Linked DNA regions of Rattus norvegicus: region 2 is linked to region 1. A link is a contact called in public Hi-C data. All regions are on one chromosome and are shown on one strand. Each heading gives the region's core, a stretch centred on a gene start, on an enhancer-like site or on the middle of the called end of the contact. The rest is flanking DNA. Distances are from core to core; before and after follow the strand shown.

Region 1 (2,917 bases), core at 48-2,547:
TTAGCTGTTCTCATCCTGCATCCTAATGCTTAGCTTCTCATCCTGCATCCTAGAACTTCACTGTTCTCATCCTGCATCCTTGTGCTTAGCTGTTCTCATCCTGCATCCTGGAACTTTGCTGTTCTCATCCTGCATCCTAGTGCTTAGCTGTTCTCATCCTGCATCCTTGTGCTTAGCTGTTCTCATCCTGCATCCTTGTGCTTAGCTGTTCTCATCCTGCATCCTTGTGCTTAGCATCCTGTGGGAGCCAGAACCAGGGTCTCTGCTTAGACTCAAGCATAGTTTTGCCACAAAGAACACCATGTCCTTTGTTAGTAAACTGTGGCTCCCACCCCAACCCTACCCCAGCCAGTTTGCTTGCTAGGAACCTTTCTGCCCTGCCCAATCCCCCTGCCTCACAGCAGAGAGCTGCCACCGTGTCTTCATTCTGTGGGCAAGTCAGAGATACCCAAGCTCAATCTAAAAAGAATCAAGTTGCTTTTGGACGTGTCACTGGTTCTTCTCCCAGACCTCTTCCCTTCCTCCCTCCCTGCCTCTTCTCTCCGGGCCTCAAACTGTGATCCCCCTGCCTCACCCTTCAGAGCTTATGTGTATGCGCCATGTGTGAGTAGCTTGGTATGAAGCTTTGTTTCTTTTGTTTTGCCTTCCTGGAGGTTACACCCAACGCTCTGCACACGTTGGCCAATTGCTCCACCATACGCTTCCTGCTCTCTGTGTCCCTGGCTTTGAGAGAAAGTCTCGATGAGTCACTTAGGCTGGAGCTGTACAGGGGTGAGACACTGAGCCATGCTGCTGCTGCTGCTGCTGTTGGTGATGACGATGATGATGATGACAACGACGACGACGACGATGATGATAATGACGATGATGATGACGACGACGATGATGATAATGACAATGTGGCCACAATGATGACAGAGATGGTATTGACGGCTGTCTCTTTCTTTTTGTTTATTTTTGGTATTTTTTGTTTTGTTTTTTGAGACAGTATCTTACTATCCTTCAGCCCAGGTTGCCTTGAACTACTTGAGCCTCCCGAGTGCTTGTATTACACACATGCAACCACCATGGCCGGCTCTAGATTCTTTCAGTTCACCAAGGCCCTACTGTGCTCTTGTCCGTGACCTGGGCCAGCCTTCTCCTCCCTGCCCAGGTTGGATTCAGCACAGGGTGGGGAGGAGGGGTCAGATGCTCAGTGGAGATTTGTGAGGTGAGGTTGCTCTCCATGCAGACCTGGAAGTCACCAGCATGGGAGCGACCGGCTACTGACTTGGAACCGATGTGACTCCCCCACAGGGTGTAGACATCGCCGATTCTATTTTAATTCTCTCTGCTCTATTTTTAGGACTGTGTTTTTCTTTCCCCCTGGTGACACTGGAAATTTGTATGTGAAAAATGCTTTAATTGACCCCTTGAAAGCAAGAGAGCCAAACCAGAATAAATAGTAAGCCCACATGTTTAGGATAAAAATAAATGTGGCTTTTTATATTGGACAGTTCTAGCTCAAAGCCTTTTCCTACCTGGCTGCAGAAAACCCCAGCCTCACCAGTTTAAAGTAAATTCCAACCGTTGTTGCTTCCCCACTCTGCAAACGCATGTGTGTACACACACACACACACACACACACACACACACACACACACACACACACCTGCAGTGGGCACTAGTCTCACGGTCCTGTCTAGGAGTATAGCATCAGTGAGGGCATCTGCTTGTTGCCTGGCCTCTTCCAAATGTTTGTCTCCCGTGTGGAGCCAGGTAAGGTGGACTTAGCAAGCCAGTTCATCCTACCCAGAAAGCCTTTCAGCCCCATAGCCCTGTCGTTCCACTGTCCCTGTGACCATAATGCAACATGACACTGGCTTAGGTTCTTTGCTTTTACAGCCTGGGGGAGAGAGGAGTCGAACTCCAAAAGAGAACTCAGCCAGGTCCTGCACCAAGGCCTCAGGACTCTTCCTGTCTTGGGTCCTCTGGGCTCCATCTGGCATATGGGGGGAGGGGTACACATGACCAGGCTAAGGGCTTCTCAGAGACCCAGTATCGCGTTCCTCTATCGATACTGTCACTGGTCCTCTTTCTGGTGTAGGTTCAACAGTGTCCCCCAGGAGATTAGAACACGGCAGAAAATCTTCCCTCTCTACCTGGTGTCCTTGTCTCCTGTTGAAGTCTGTTTCACACCACAGCATAAGGGCAGAGGTGTGCCTACGTGTTTCAATTCTTCTCTGGGATGAACCATATGTGTGAGGGTCCAGAAAGGGTCTGGAGTGAAGCCCATTTGCCTCCATGCCCCTGCCCCTGCCCCTTGCTTCTCTCAAAGAGTGGGACCTTCGAGATAAGACCTGGCTTCCAATGCTGCTGCTTCTCAGTGTTTGAAACAATATGGCTTTCAAACCACCCCAGAAGGCAGCGGATCCTCGACTTCTTGTTTATTATCAAGTGAAGCTATGCAGTCTGGGGTAGCTCTAAGAGAAGAGATACACCTTGGGACAAAGTTTGTTATAAAGTGGGGCTTAGGCACATTTCTCGCGTGTGTTCCTCATTTGGGGGTGTTGGGAGGCAGACAATAGCAAGGGTGTGGTTTGATACGGCCGACTGACGCGTCTGGAGTCCCTTCAGCTCATGCCCCGTGCTGTACTGGCAGGCATGCTGTTGAGCCTTTTGAAGTCATGATTCCACCACTGCAGAAGTGCGGTGTCTTTACTGCTGTATGAAGCTGAGACAATGCTCTTTGGCCTTAGTACTGCTATCCCGGACACCCCAACGCATAGCTTGGTGCCCTGTGGGGAGTGGACATCACCCTCTTGTGGTTGTGGGGTGGCCCAGGAGTTGCTGCCACCCATATTGCCGAGCATAAGGAGAGAAGACCCAGCGGCGGCATGCTGCCAGGCAAAGCAAGAGTAGCATTCAGAGTGTGCTT
Region 2 (2,774 bases), core at 259-2,758, 98 kb after region 1:
GGTGTAGGACCAAATAAACCTTTTCCTCCCTACATTTCTTTGGTCATGGTGTTTCATTTCAGCAGTGTTAACCAAAAGACGACACCCTTCCTGCCTAGCTTCTACAAATCCCAGTTTGTAGAAGTCCCCTGCCCTCACGTGCTCCCATAACTCTGGTGGATATTTATCCCAGTGGATATTTCTTTGAGATAATATGAAGATTATGTGCAAAGATATCTCATTCCTTTCTCCTAGTAAGGCACAAACTTTATTAAGGTAAAATAACGATTTTATTTCTATTTTATTAATTTAATTTAACTTTGAGACAGGGAATTCCTGTGTAATTCAGTCTGTCCTGCAGTTTGCTAGCCTGCCTCAGACAGATGGGGTTGTAGGTCTGTGACTTTCTTGACTATATATGAAAAAATATAAAAGTCCATTCTGGTTTCTTGGAGGACCAGAAAGTACAGTAGAGGTTTGGTTCCTAAAGAGGAATCCCTAGGTCAGATGAAGGTAACCGTTTAGCATGTAATAGCTGTACATATCTGTGGATAGCAAAAGTAAGATGTTAAAACGTGTAATGAGGATGGCATCGTTCTAATTATGCTGAGTGATTCCAAAGTGGCCCTGAAAACAAAAGGTCAGCTCATTCCTTGTGGGCACTGAGTACTCAAAGCATCTTCATTAACCTTTGACCCCTGCTTTTGGATAGCTGTTGCTGTCACTACCCACACAAGATAAGAGCTCCCCCCTGCCGCTATTACTGTTTAAATTGCACTTTCTGGCAGAAATTGCATATTGCACTCACACACAGTTTGTGACTCCTGGTTTCCCGCCGAGCCGTGTCAGTATTCTGTCAGCAAACTTTAGCTCTAGAATCCGATGTCCTCCAAAGTATTTTCTCTGACTCCCAGGCCCTCGCTCCACAAGCCACAGTTACCCTGAGAGGGACAGGCAAAAGGCACACAGACCTAGGCCGTCAGTGTCTGGCCTGCACTTTAAAAACTTCTCTAAGGGGTTGGGGATTTAGCTCAGTGGTAGAGCGCTTGCCTAGGAAGCGCAAGGCCCTGGGTTCGGTCCCCAGCTCCGGAAAAAAAGAACCAAAAAAAAAAAAAAAAACAAAAAACAAAACCAAAAACAAACAAACAAAAAAAAACCAAAAAAAAAAAAGACAACTTCTCTACAAATCGAAACTCTGCTGAGTTTGGCAGGACTCTTTGTTTCAATTGTTGGTGAAGATTTTTGAGCCTTTTCTCTCTCCTGGTTTCAGCTTCTGGAAGGAAGAGACGGTTTGTAAGGACAAACGGCCGTCAGGGATGTAAAGAGGGAAGCCCCCGTAGCCAGCTTCTCCAAACACAACTTTGAAATGCATTCCAGCATCCGGAGCCAGATATTTGGCAACGCAACTGTTAATGTTCTGTGGTTTTTCCTCCCTGGGATCAATGTGACGTCACCAGTGTAATTTGAGTCCGGAGCTCTGTTCACACTTTAAATAGCAGTCCAGGGATTGATTTTACAACAGACTTCCCTGGAAGTGCCCAAGCTGAGCTGTGAAAGACCCACATCGATGAAAGCAAAACCAAGCCACCCAGCCACCAGCATGTCCACTTCTCTTCGAGTAAGCCCGTCCATCCACGGCTACCACTTCGACACAGCTGCTCGCAAGAAAGCTGTGGGTAACATCTTTGAAAACATAGACCAGGAGTCCCTGCAGAGGCTCTTCAGGAACTCGGGAGACAAGAAGGCAGAGGAGCGGGCCAAGATCATTTTCGCCATCGACCAAGATTTGGAGGAGAAAACTCGAGCCCTCATGGCCCTGAAGAAGAGGACAAAAGACAAGCTTCTCCAGTTCCTCAAACTGCGGAAATACTCCATCAAGGTACACTGAGCACAGCAGGATGGCTAAGGAGCTTATCCACCAATGAACCTTTAAAGACCCAGTGAGCCTGCCAGTCTTGGCAGGGGCAGTGTCCCGCACAAAGGCTTGAGAGCTTCTCCCGACAGGACTCCGAGGATGGAAGGGACATACCTCACCAGCTACACAGACTCCCAACTCCTTACAGCCCTGAGCTGTCCCACTGGGAGCAAAGTGCCTTCAGCAGGTGTTGAGAACTCTCGCAGCAGGAAAGGAGCAACACAGCCTGAGAGAATGGAGGCACGGACCAGAACTTGCAGAACATGGCATTTGTGGGGACTGAGTGCACGCATCCAGGGTCCTGGGAAAGGCCCTAAAACTAAACTCAAACCTAACTTGGTTTTTGTTCTTGTTGTTTGGTTTGTTATTTTGTTTTCTTTCTTTTTGAAAAATATCGAAGTGGGTAAGGAGAGGGAGGAAAGAGAAGGAATATGAACCGTAAATGGTTTACTGAAGTTTTGCTTTTTTGTTTTTTAACCCGAATGTCTTAAAATGTGGCTAAACCTCCGTGCTGTTTATGGGGTCAAGATTTTTACAGATCAGTAATTGACTGCTTGCATTTCATACAATGCCTAAGACAGTGCGCCCCCTGGTGTTAAAGTCAAAGAACTGGATGCCTTGCCCAGCATGGTGGTCGTCTATGGATTTGTACACATTCCAAAATGGTTTGCCCAAAGTTGAAAGAATGGGGCCCTTCATAAATCTGAAGGACTGTGAACGATTTTCTAATGTTTTTTTAAACTTTCTGGCTAATGCTAAAATATAATCTAATTAAATGTCCTACAGACACCGTAGCGAGCATTAGGATATGAATATGAGAGATTGTTTAGAAGGATGCTGTGGTATTTTTTATATAATTTATTATACATTGTAAGTGATA

Evidence for each region. Hi-C and Micro-C count contacts between places; a contact is called where the count stands out from the background.
Region 2: a Hi-C map of the A7r5 cell line shows a contact between it and region 1, with 3 times the contacts expected there. The contact joins the promoter of Tcim here to the enhancer-like site in region 1. A contact is called at or near these places in 12 of 12 Hi-C or Micro-C datasets (the A7r5 cell line, the Rat2 cell line, Schwann cells and 7 more) and 1 of 1 datasets of contacts at active chromatin or transcription factors (oligodendrocytes).

Annotation. Positions count from the first base shown.
Region 1 is chr16:74,199,159-74,202,075 of GRCr8, forward strand. Ido2 (indoleamine 2,3-dioxygenase 2) reads left to right here. Exons shown (of 10, transcript NM_001419674.1): 10 at 1-1,493. Among named protein-coding and RNA genes, the nearest start is that of Ido2, 39 kb to the left of the region's middle. Within about 2 kb of position 1,298, at least 4 of the 93 cell types and tissues checked have an H3K27ac peak or open chromatin away from gene starts, as enhancers often do. A contact at or near this core is called in the A7r5 cell line, where this site is marked.
Region 2 is chr16:74,296,836-74,299,609 of GRCr8, forward strand. Tcim (transcriptional and immune response regulator) reads left to right here and starts at 1,509. Exons shown (of 1, transcript NM_001115043.1): 1 at 1,509-2,774. The coding sequence starts at 1,547. The coding sequence ends at 1,867. The region is part of intron 2 of LOC120097515 (a long non-coding RNA gene); the gene reads right to left.